Linked DNA regions of Pan troglodytes: region 1 is linked to region 2. A link is a contact called in public HiChIP or PLAC-seq data. All regions are on one chromosome and are shown on one strand. The core of a region is the stretch at or near the end of the contact, and the rest is flanking DNA. Distances in the headings are between cores, read along the strand shown. Region 1 holds the start of MTRFR (mitochondrial translation release factor in rescue). Region 2 holds the start of HIP1R (huntingtin interacting protein 1 related).

Region 1 (6,099 bases), core at 795-3,294, 390 kb before region 2:
CCCAAAAAGGCCTTCCTGCCAAGGATTGCGAGCTCTGTGGCCAACAGACCTGCGTTCAATGTCTCAATGCCACAATTTACTTACTGGGTAACTTTGGCTCTAATTCCTCATCTGTAGAATGGAGATACTACTACCTAGAGTGAGAACAAAATCATACATGTTGCCATAAATGTAAAGTACTTAGTGGTCACTAAATGGGAGCATGTCAGATCTCTCAACTACAAGGCTGAGGAACTTTGGAATGACACACCACATACGCTGTTGTCTTATGACACAAACCCAGTCTGGGAACTGATTATTTCATGGGCCTTTGTTTTAGAGCTTAGGGTGAAAAGGCATCTACAACAGTGGCTTGTAAATTATTTTACTTGGTATGGTCCAATTTAAGAAGTACTTGATAAGCCATGACATTACTGAAAACATGTTATTTGGTGGGATCATAATTCTGGTCTGTGAAATCAGGTACTAAGGAGATCACTGTGATGCCAAAAATATAGCCTGACTTCCCAGCAGGTTCACACTGAAAGATAAAACCATCTTCAATGAAGTAAGTCCTGGTTTAAACATAAAATATCTTTTGGAATTATGTAATATAATTTAAAAAATAATGAAAGATAGGATAACATCAAATTTACCCTTTGAAAATTGCCAGGCGTGGTGGCTCATGCCTGTAATCCCAGCACTTTGGGTGGCCGAGGCAGGAGGATGACCTGAGGTCAGGAATTCGAGACCAGCCTGGCCAATATGGCAAAACCCCGTCTCTACTAAAAATACAAAAAATTAGCCGGATGTGGTGGCGGGCACCGGTATTCCCGGCTACTCGGGAGGCTGAAGCAGAAGAATCACTTGAACCCGGGAGGCAGAGGTTAAAGTGAGCCGAGATCGCGCCACTGCCCTCCAGCCTGGGTGACAGAGAGAGACCCTGTCCCCCCTACCCCCCTCCCCCCACAAAAATAAAAAAAGTAAAAAAAAAAATTGGCAGGTATACTTAGGAAGCTCCAATGAGATGTAACGCCTCCTGGCAGATCTGTTATTCCAAGGGCAGATCCATTTCCTGGGTCGTGGAGGCCTAAGTGATAGTGCCAGGGAAGTCCCTTTACTGTGAGCCAGAACTCCTGGAGGGAAATCGAGGAGCTGGAAAGACCTTAAAGGTTAACTATGCTGAAGAATGTGGCCTGCACAGTGCGCATGAAATGGGCTGGGGTCCCACGGGGAGGAGAGCGGGTTCCCTTTGGTCCTTCAAAAGTAGGGCTGGGTGGCTTGCGCCTGTGATCCCAGCACTTTGGGAGGCCGAGGAAGGAGGATCGCTTGAGGCCAGGAGTTCGAGATCAGCTTGGGCAACACAGTGAGACCCGACCACCCCACGTCTATTAAAAAAAAATGAGTATCTCCGCAAAAGCCTAGCAAGGGCAGTGCTGACCCCTACTACGTGCCAGGCCTGAAACAGCACCTGATGCGTGCTCACAGCTCCATTCCGCTCAGTTTTGTACATGAGGATCCTTCCGTTTCGCCTTGGGCCTCCGTGGAACCGTTATCTCCAGGACGGTAGTCTCTCCTCTCCCCTGCCCTGAGTGCCTGAACAGCCCCAGAGCCGACCCACAGCACCTAGCGTAAACCAGGTCCCGAGAAAACTGAGCTCGGGTGTCACGGCCGGCCCCACCCCACCGCCAGCGCGGCCTCAGGTAAACTGGCTGCGCCACTCGGGGTCGCAAGTCGGGAAAAACCCAGGCGTCCCGGCTCGCAGTCCTCTCTCCGGAGCCTTTGACAGTCGTCGGCAGTCGTAGGGTTACCTGGCTTCTCCGCAGATGCTTACCTGGTCTCAGGACCCGACTCCTGCCCTCAACGTTCTAGGGATATCCAAATCACCTCAGCGGAGGATTCGCAATCGCGATCCCTGATCTGCGCACGCGCCGTACTCTGATCGCGGTTTCTCTTATCTACCAGAGGCGCATGTTTACTCACTGCGCATGCGAGAAACTGAAGCTTCTTTCCCTCGTGGCAGCGGCTGGCTCCCAGAGAGCCAATCAGAGAAGAGAGTTTCACAGCAATCCCGCCCCCTTGTCACTCCCCCGGGGTTGGATATCTCTCTTTGGTTGGAGCTGCGCGAGGGGGAACGGCGAGGTGGACGCGCGCGCCATGCTCGGCTGTCTCCGCCTCCTTCCGGGCAGCCAATCACTGGAGAGACGCTGGGCGCGGGCGCGCTCCCTCGGGTAACGGTCGCGAGAGGCCGCTTGCCTGACCGTGACATCGGCAGCGGGAGCGGCGGCCAGGTAAGCGGCCACCATCCTGCAGGGAGCTGTAGGCCGCTGGGGACAGGGGACGAGACTTAGGAGACACTGTCTTAGCGGCCCCTTGAGTGTGGTGATGGGCTGGGGTGTGGGGTGACGGCTGCCGATTGGCCTGACCCCCTCGGAGCCCTTCGGCGTGTGGGAGCTCTGCCCGGCCGCGGTGCGCCTTTTCTAGACTCGGCGCCCTTGAGTGACACTCGCGCGGCCCAATCGCAGATCGCTCTTCCTGAGGGGCGGGGGGTTTGTGGGGTTTTTTAAAATTTTTCCCCCCATTTTTTGCCAAGGTGCCCCGGTGTCCTTTTGGAATCGCGGTTGTAGTTGCAGGAGCGGTGGCTTTTCTCCGTCCTCCCTGCTTTCCGTAGCTTAGGCGACTGCATAGATTCTCCCTCTCCTTCCCACTTTGACCCGATAGCCGCCACCAGCCATTGCGGGCTGACTGTGAGCTCAGAATGTCGGGATCTGGCCTCATCCCCATCTGAAATCTCTTCCTCTCCCCCAAGCCTCCCGTCAAGGCGGAGCGCCCAGTTAACTTTCATGTTTCATAACCATCAATCGTTCCTTTTCCCCAGCTCCCTTTTTTTGCTAGGGGGTAGGGACACCAAAAGCGTCATATCTTGTTGCTGGGAAATATAAAAGCTCTGCTCTTATATTCATTCTGTATCAAGTTAAAAAAAATTTTTTTTGCATTGTATTTGTGGGTGTTTAAGGATTTTTCCCTCTTACTTCCCTGCCCTCCCCCCAGCACCTCCACCCCAATGGAGAAGCATCCTTGAATTTCTAGTGGTTTTCCATCTGGATCTGCATCCGGATCCGGATTACCTTAGCAGGGGAAATAATAGATGGGGTTGCAGGTTCATCTCCCTGGAGAGCTTGTGTTTTCCTGGTGTTAATAGCATGGTGATTGGAATCCAGGTATTTCTGTTGCCAGTTGGAAGGGGCAGTCCTTGACTGTTTCAATGCCCCATTTGTCGTGGGTGATGGGCTGAGCCACTGGGGAAAAGTCCATTTAGTTAGGTCCGGTTACCCTTCGCATTCACTCCTGTCCCTGAAGGAAATGGTCCCTGTTTTTGTGTAATGCTTTATAAAAGCAGGCCCTAGAAAGTGGGAATCTAGCAGAAGCGGAATACTAGACAATATTCCTGTTGCACTCTCTAAGCTTTTCAGTTTGTAAGCAGCTGAAGTTTTCTTTTTTTCTCCTTTTTCCTCTTGCTCCCTTGCTCTTTTATAAATGCATGAATTCCCCAGGAAGGAGGCATCTTGTTTGACCTGTTACAGCCAATTTGCCATGGTATATACCCAGCTTCACTGAAATTTTAGTTGGCCTGGCAAATAATTTTTTTGTTTTTATTTTTATTTTTTAAGAGATGGGGTCTTGGTCTGTTGCCCAAGCTGGAGTGCAGTGGCAGGATCATAGCTCACTGCAGTCTTGAACTCCTGGGCTGAAGTGATCCTCCCACCTCAGCCTCCAGGGTAGCTGGGACATGCTCCCAGTAGCTGCAGGCAGGCTCCAGTGTGCCCAGTGGTTTATTTTCTAAGAATAGCTGCACAGAGACAAAAGACCATATATATAGTTCAAAATGTACTTCCAGACAATGGGGAAGCTATGGTTGTTAACAGTTTAATTGGCTCTTTTTAATACAAATTAAATATTAAGTAGTTCAGTTCTTCTTGTCTCTGTATAAGTCAACAAACATATATACTTGGTAGAATTTATTAAACAAATGAACAAGGCATGCAAGTATTCCAATTGTTACATAATAGAATTATATCTAGAACTTTCATTGTAAAGCCTGGCAAAATGGTTTGCGCTATAATCCCAGCTGCTCGGGAGGCTGAGCACTTGAGGCCAGGAGTTGTAGACCAGCCTGGGCAACATAGCAAGATGCTGTCTCTAAAAAAAAGAACCTTGATTATTAAACATATCAAAATCTGAAATATTACCTGAAAAAGGTGATGCTACTTTTGCAAATAATCCTTAATGTAGATTTTTAATTGAGATACATAATTCACATACCATAAAATTCAGTCTTTTACAAGTGTACAATTCAGTGGTTTTTAGTTCACAAGGTTGTGCAGCCATCACCACTATCTAATTCCAGAATTTTTTATCACCCCAAAAAGAAACTCCATACCAGCTGCACTCACTCACATTCTCTCCTTCCCCAGCTCCTGGCAGCCATTTGTCTATGAATTTGCCCATTCAAGATATTTCATATCAATGAAATCATATAGTCTGTGGTCTTTTGTGACTGGCTTTTTTTACTTAGCATAGTATCTTCAGTGTTCATGTATGTTGTAGCATGTGTCTTTTTATGGCTGAATCCTATCCTGTTCTATGGATATGCTTCATTCGTTTATCCATTTATCCATTGATGGACATTTGGGTGGTTTCTACATTTTGATTATTATGAATACTGTTGCTATCCTTAATGGAGATCTGTATGAAAGCAGTTAAGGTTTCCAAAGTTATGTAAAAACAGTTGCTAGCTTTAGTGGCTTTTTATAGTAGTATTTTTTTCCCTCATTCATTTTCAGACTCTCTTGGAAGTTTAGGATATTTCACAGTTCTGAATGTTAGCCACTGAAAATGCCAGTAGATGATGAAGCCTCTGAAGATGACACGGATTCACTTTCCTCAAACAGCCCAAGAACCTTTATTTTCCAATAAGAGAATATAACAATTTCTGTACACTATGGAAGAGTTTGACTTGGTGAAAACCTTACACAAAACTTCATCTTCTGTAGGATCTGATGAAAATTCTCTTCATTCTCTTGGACTGAACTTAAATACTGATAGGTAAGAATGGGATTTAAAAAAATGTACCAAATCAGAATAACCTTATTTGCATACGTTTATCAACTTATCCAAATAGTGTCATAGTTACTGATTTGAATTATTATTATTATTATTTTTTAACCTATCATCAAGAATGTTCAGGGAGGCTGGGCGCGGTGGCTCATGCCTGTAATCCCAGCACCTTGGTAGGCTGAGGCGGGTGGATCACCTGAGGCCAGGAGTTGGAGACCAGCCTGGCTAACATGGTGAAGCCTCGTCTCTACTAAAAATACAAAAATTAGCCAGGTGCGGTGGCACGCGCCTGTAGTCCCAGCTACTCAGGAGGCTGAGGCAGGAGAATTGCTGGAACCTGGGAGGCAGAGGTTGCAATGAGCCAAGATTGCGCCACTGCACTCCAGCCTGGGCGACAGAGCGACACTCTGTCTCAAAAAAAAAAAAAAAAAAAAAAAATGTTCGGGGACAGATGTTTAAGTCAGAAATAGGTTTGGTCTTTTCACGTTTCTCATTTCTCTCAGAGATATGTACTTTTGCATGGAAAGCATTCTGAAAAAGAACTTGTTTTGCTTGTTTTACTTTCCTTTACATTTTTTTTGTTTGTTTTTGGTAAATTACAAGCATATCTTTAACATTTAGTTGCCTAAATATTATTTCTACATTTTTAAATGATTGGGACAATTGATGTTTTATGTTGCAGAAATACTTCACCAATGTGGGAAGTAGCAGTTAAAGTTGAGTATTAGGAAGTTAAGACAAAAACAGACTCTAAGTAGACAAAATAGTGGACTGAATAGATGTTATCAAAGTGTGTTTTATGCATTTTATTAATTTTTTAAAATGCATTTTATTTTTAAGCTATCCTGTGATTGGTTTGTTTTTATTTTTTAATGGTCTTAACACAGATCATGGTTTGTTTTTCATCAGAGCCTGTTTACTTTCAATTTGCACATAGTCTGACAAGCTTGGTTATTGGGTTTCTAAATTTATAGTAGCGTAGAAACAGCAAAGAGGCAAGGA
Region 2 (6,523 bases), core at 3,165-5,664:
ATGTTAAACTTTTCAGCCGAGGAAGGGAAGGGAGAAAGACGGCTGGGCCGAGTATCTGCTGAGGCCCTTCTATGTCCCAGGTGCTGTTTCATGTTTACATACTGGATGTATTAGTTCCTTATGGCTGCCATAACAAATCACACAAACTCGCAGTTCTGGAGGTCGGAAGTCTAAAACAGGTCTCACAGGACTAAAAGCAAAGTGTCAGAAAGGCTGTGTTTCCTCCTGGAGGCTCTAGGGAAGAATCCATTTCCTCGCCTTTTCCAGGCTGTGGAGGATGCCCATACTCCTTGGCTAGTGGCTCCTCCCCAGCAGCAGGCAGTGAGTCTTTCTCACATGGCCTCAGTCCGACCTCCTCTCCTGCCTCCCTTGTCCACATTTAAAGACCTTTGTGATTACACTGAGCCCACCTGGTAGCCCAGGAGAATCGCCCCATCTCAAGGACCATCTCAGCTGATGAAAAACTCTAATTCCACCTGCAACGCCTTACTAAGTCATTAACGTAGTCACAGGTTCTAGCTGCCACACGGTCTCTCTCTTACACCTTACAACAGCCCTATACGATAGCTGGAACGATCTGTATGGTTTTTTTTTCAGACAAGGACATAGATTTACAAGTTAAGCAACTTGCCAGGGACACAGGCTAGAGCCTAGGTCTATCTACCTACTAGTGCCTTTATGATGATACCACACCCTCTTTTTAAATGGTACAGGCAGTGTTCAGGTTCCAAATACAGGCATGCTGTATTTTGTAGTATTCTGTATTCAGAAAACAACAGCAACAAGACAATAAAAGTTTGTCACCTCCATTTTGAAAAGGATTTTTTTTTTTTTTTTACCAAAGGGACTAAAGTCATACGGAAGAAAAGCATACACTGGTTTTCTGGACATTCCCCTGGGATTATACACACACACCATGCAACAATCACAGGCACCAGCTCCCAGCAGGCACATGATCGCCTCTCTTCACACTCCTGAGCGCTAACCCCACAGATATTTGCAAACAGGGTGTGTCCTGTCAAAAAAGCTCACAGGAAAGCAATTATCTTCCTCCTGACCCAGAAGCCCAGGGGAGGAAAGTGAGGCTGGCAGGCTAGTGAATATTTAAATTCTAAGCCAGCCTAGTGCTCCTGCCACAGCACACAGTGCTGTGGTCAATGCAAGACAAGCAGCGTATTACAAAGGAAGCCAGGTCCCTGGACTGCATGTGCTATTTTCTGTCCAGAAGGAGACATGGAAGTAGCAACCTCAGCTCTCCAGGTCCTTTTCCACCACGGGACCTGGCTGGCGGCTCACCTGATTATTTCTGGGAACGATCTAATTAAATATTAACCACGTACAAAACCTCATTCTTACATTCCTCAATAAGTCACTGTGAAGACGAGCAAACCCAGACAATGAACTCAAACTCCAACTTTCCAGAAAATGGGGCCCTAGAATAGGTAAGACCTGTGACATTCACCCATTACAAAGTTATTCATTGTTAGTGGCCCTCTTAGCCTCTGAGAAAAAACCAGAGCAAAACAAAACAAAATAATCCACCTTCGGAGAGGCGCCTGTAATCCCAACACCTCGGGAGGCCGAGGTGAGGCGGGTGGATCGCCTGAGGTCAGGAGTTCGAGACCAGCCTGTCCAACATGGTGAAACACCTTCTCTACTGCAAACACAAAAATTAGCCAGGTGTGGTGGCGCACGCTTGTAGTCCCAGCCACTTGGGAGGCTGAGGCAGGAGAATCACTTGAACCCGGGAGGCGGAGGTTGCAGCGAGCTGAGATCATGCCATTGCACTCCAGCCTGGGCAACGAGAGAGACTCTGTCTTTAAAAAAAAAAAAAAAAAAAAAATCCACCTTCTTGTGTATCAAACCAACCACTAAAATGTGTGCTCCTGTATCAGAGATTCTCTCTTTGACACTCAGGAAGGTTGCCCTTGACTTCTTATCATTTAAGAGTAAGATCAATGAAGTTGGTCCTTCACATCCCATCTCCTCCATGTAGCAATCAGACCTCTTTATACCTCCTCAAAGGCACGAGAAAAAACTCAGTGAATAAACAAAGTTTCTGACAACATCCAGATCTGTCTGCCAATTCAGGTTTTCTCCCTATGATCTACAAGTTCCTGGCACAATTAATTATGTATTGGTGACTTTAAATTTTTTTAAAATGACGGGCTATCCGGGCTGAACCAGTTGATGGTGATGAAGATCACAAGGATAAATTGGTAATTTGCAGCCACCTGGGTTCCAGCACTTGGCATTTCTAAAGCCTTGATATCCTCAGGATTTATTATCGCTTTCTGGGTCAATCCCAAGCACAAAGGTTAGAAGGTCTCCCTGCGTTCTCTCTCATTTCAAAACGAAAGCTGTTGTAGAGTGCGTGTGCTAACTAGGTGTGAAGGCAACCGCAGAAGTCATAGCTCTCTGCAAGGACAAGTGGGACGGAACTTGCAAATAGCCGCCACAAACGCAAATGTCACCAACCTGCTTTAGACAGGAGTGGGAGGGGTCCTCTGGCTTCCTTTACCTCTAGAGTAAAATTTTTCAGCCATTTCAGTCTTGGTTGACTTATTTTGGCAAATAAACAAGTATGCCCCCCTCCACCGCCCATCCCCCAAGCCTGAGAGCACTTCAAGAGTTTGTAAAATAAAAAGCAACAGGAAACCAGAAACGCAGCAACGTCTGCATCGTGGGTCCCCGGCACAAACACAAGTACAAAACGCACACCCGCGCCCTTATTTCATTTCTAACGCCTTCCCAGGATAGGCATCATCTGGAAGAGTTACAAGCGTGGGAGGCGCAGGAAGGGAGCCCCAGGAAGTTTCTGTCTGTCGGGCGCCGGTATTTAATGAGGGGGTGTGCACCTATTTATACGTGGGCAGCGCTCGGGCAAACAAGTCTGGCGACATACGAGAAGCTTTTCACCCAGCAAATAATAGGAGACTGTGCAGCCCTGGGAAACCGCTCACGAGAGAAGGAAGCTGGGAGTTTAAGGAATTTCCTTTAAGGAAATTGCCCGTGGGGGCATCGGTTTCAGGGGGTAGGAGACAGGGGCAGGAGCCGGCAAGGAGCGGCACGGAAGGTCGGGGACCCCAGTCGGGCCGCGCCGGCCCCGGGAGCACCTGGATCCCCAGCCCCCTCGATCCCCGGCGCGCTGGGCTCGCGCACACCCAACCCCGGCCCCATCTCCGTCCCCCGCCGCCTCAGCTCCGGCGCTCCCGGCCCGCGCACACCCTGACCCCGGCCCCCTCAGCCCCGGCGCCTCTGGGCCCGAGCGCCCGGCGGGAGCGGGGAGCGCGGCTTCCGGTTCACCTGCGCGCCGGTCGGCTCGGGCCGCGGAGGCCGGCGGGGGGCGGCAGCGGAGCTCTCGGAGAGCCCGGGCGGACACAGGCCCTGCCCCCGCGCCGTCCCCCGCCCCTGGCCGGCGCCTCCCGGGCCCCAGCCGTTCGCGCGTGAGGGGTCAGGGACGCCGCTTGCCCGCCCGCCGCCGCCCGCCGCCCGCCGCCCGCCGCCCGCCGCCCGCTCGCCTGGGTCTTGTCGAACTGCTCGCGCTCGGCCTCCAGGCTGTGGCCCGGCCTGCGGCTCAGCACCCGCGCCGGCACGTTCTTGATGCTGTTCATCCTGCCGCCGCCGCCCGCTTTTGTCCGGCTCCGTCCGCGCGACTCACAGCCTCACGGTCCGGCAGCCCCAGCCTAGGCACCGCGAGGCCACCGCGCCGCGCCCGGGCCCGCCCGCCGGGGAGGAGCCCGCCTCGCCCCGCCCCCAACTCCAGGGCACGCCCCTCCCCCGCACACCTCCAACCCCGCCCCCCGCGATCTCGGGACACGCGCCTCTCCCCGCACATCCCCAACCCCCCATCCCGCGGCGACCCCGGCACACGCCCCGCCCCCCGCACACCTCCAACCCCCACCTCACTCGCAAGGTTGGGGCACAGACCAAACGCCCCCCCAGCTCCTCCCCACCTCTAATCCCCTCCCTAAACCCGGAGGGGAGGGGAGGGGAAGGGGGAGGGGGAACCCCTCCCTCCTTCCACCCAGGGTAGGGACCCCAGCCAATTCCCTCTCCCCACCCCTCCCCCGAACTCACTAAGTCTTGTCTGCACCAGGGCAAGATCTGGTTAATTGGAGAAAATCTGGCCTCCATGAGTCTGGTCGGTGGCAGCACAGATAGACGCTTTTTTTCCTTTTTGGTCTTAACGTATGTGTCAAAAGGCACACAATGACACTCTCCCCTCTTTGTGCAATTCTGACATAGCTGCAGCTGTTATCCATGCGGGGATGCAGGATGCATTTCCAGAGACGCAGCCGGCTCCGCAACCGGACACCTCGCCAGCGCCAGGGACAATGGGGGCTGAGGCCGGGCGGTATTAGGCTGGCACAGAAGGCAGGCGGATCTGAACAGCAAAGTACACCGAGGAGATGCCGCCAGGGGTGGCGTGAGGCTTTTTAAAAACATTATTATTGGCTTTCCCTTAAAATTACTGGTCACAAGACTGAAGTAAAAAAATAAATAAAAGCCCAGAGTCCTCTCTAAGCGTAGCTCTCAGATGGGTATTGTGTTTCTGCTGTTTCCCTTTCCTATCGGAATGCAGATGTGGAATCATGCATAAAGGTCCCTTGCTTTTGAAGGGAGAGGCACCGCCTGCCTGTAAGGAGGAAAATGACGCCCACGTAATCCTGACCCTTGTCTCCCTAGTGAGACTGTAACCTGTCTGAGGTCAGGGACCCTTTCCTTTCCTTTCCTTTCCCTTTCCCTTTCCTTCCTCCTTCTTTTCTTTCTTTTGTCTCTTTCTCTCTCTTCTTTCTTTCTCTTTCTTTCTTTCTTTTCTTTTCTTCTCTTTCTTTCTTTTCTTTTTTTTTAACCGAGCTTCACTCTTGTTGCCTAGGCTGGAGTGCAATGGCACGATCTCACCTCACCACAACCTCCGCCTCCTGGGTTCAAGCAATTCTCCTGCCTCAGCCTCCCAAATAGCTGGAATTACAGGCATGTGCCACCGCGCCTGGCTAATTTTGTATTTTTAGTAGAGACAGAGTTTCTCCGTGTTGGTCAGGCTGGTCTCGAACTCCCGACCTCAGGTGATCCGCCCGCCTCGGCCTCCCAAAGTGTTGGGATTACAGGCGTGAGCCACCGCACTCCGCCAGGGACCCTTTTCTTTAACTGATTCCTCACCCTCCAGCCCAAGAGCTAGAGCTGACCCCAAAAGATAACATTTGCCAAGACTCTCCTGTCACTCCACCAAAAGGAGAAATTAATCCTGTTTTCTCTAATTCCAATCACTAAAAAGCTTCTTTATCAGAATAACGGTAGAATCACAATAGCTGATATGTATTGAATGCTTATTATTTGGCAGGCACTGGGCTAAACCCTTCATATGTAACTTAGTCAACTTAGTTGATAGCTGTGCTCTAATAAAGACCACAGTAAAGGGGCTTTTCGCGGTACTCCAGCTGTTTCTCACACTCCTTTTTCCACACGGAACAAAAGTGGTTCTCCTGTGACCCTTCACGCATATACAGCATCCCTTTTCAACCAGGCAACAGCCCCTCTAGGTCTAGCACATCTGCCATAGTGACTTCCCATTAGCAACTGGCTTTTTAAATAATCACAGAGCCTATTACTGTGCCGGGCACCAGGCTCAGCATCTGTTAAACAGTATCTCACTCATTCTTCTTTAAAGTTGTTGATGAGGCTCGGCACAGTGGCTCACGCCTGTATTCCGAGCACTTTGGGAGGCTGAGGCAGGTGGATCACTTGAGCTCAGGAGTTCGAGACCATCCTGGGCAACATGGTGAAACCCCATCTCTACCAAAAAATACGAAAAACTTAGCTGCTGTGATGGTGTGCCTGTAGTCCCAGCTACTCAGGAGGCTGAGGTGGGAGGATCACTTAGGCCTGCAAGGCAGAGGTTGCAGTAAGCTGAGATCATGCCACTGCACTCCAGCCTAGACAACAGAGTGAAACCTTCTCTCAAAATAAATAAATAAAAAATAAAGCATCAACAACTTTATTTTAATTAATTTATTTTTTTTAAGACAGGGTCTGGCTTCGTTACCCAGGCCGGAATGCAGTGGCATAATCATAGCTCACTGCAATTTCTGCCTCCTGGGCTCAAGTGATCCTCCCACCTCAGCCTCCTAAGTAGCTGGAACTGGAGGGATGCACTATCATGCCCAGCTAATTTTTTTTTTTTTGAGATGGAGTCTCACTCTGCCACCAGGCTGGAGTGCAGTGGCACGATCTCGGCTCACTGCAACCTCTGCCTCCCGGGTTCAAGCAATTCTCCTGCCTCAGCCTCCCAAGTAGCTGGGACTACAGGTGCCCGCCACCACGCCCAGCTAATTTTTGTATTTTTAGTAGAGACAGAGTTTCACCATGTTGGCCAGGATGGTCTCGATCTCTTGACCTCGTGATCTACCCACCTCGGCTTCCCAAAGTCCTGGGATTACAGGCGTGAGCCACTGCGCCCGGCCATGCCCAGCTAATTTTTAAAATTTTTTTGTAGAGACAGAGTCTTGCTAAGTTGTCCAGG

What was found. HiChIP or PLAC-seq counts read pairs in DNA pulled down with a chosen protein or histone mark.
Region 1: a contact with region 2 is called in an H3K4me3 HiChIP or PLAC-seq map of stem cell-derived excitatory neurons, with 4 times the contacts expected there. The contact joins the promoter of MTRFR here to the promoter of HIP1R in region 2. A contact is called at or near these places in 1 of 7 Hi-C or Micro-C datasets (induced pluripotent stem cells) and 1 of 1 datasets of contacts at active chromatin or transcription factors (stem cell-derived excitatory neurons).

The regions. Positions count from the first base shown.
Region 1 is chr10:130,064,609-130,070,707 of NHGRI_mPanTro3-v2.0_pri, reverse strand. MTRFR (mitochondrial translation release factor in rescue) reads right to left here and starts at 2,044. Exons shown (of 3, transcript XM_054663796.2): 1 at 1,963-2,044. MPHOSPH9 (M-phase phosphoprotein 9) reads left to right here. Exons shown (of 23, transcript XM_063785186.1): 2 at 4,824-5,085.
Region 2 is chr10:129,674,408-129,680,930 of NHGRI_mPanTro3-v2.0_pri, reverse strand. It overlaps HIP1R (huntingtin interacting protein 1 related), which reads right to left and starts at 4,414. Exons shown (of 32, transcript XM_054663741.2): 1 at 4,081-4,414. The coding sequence starts at 4,137.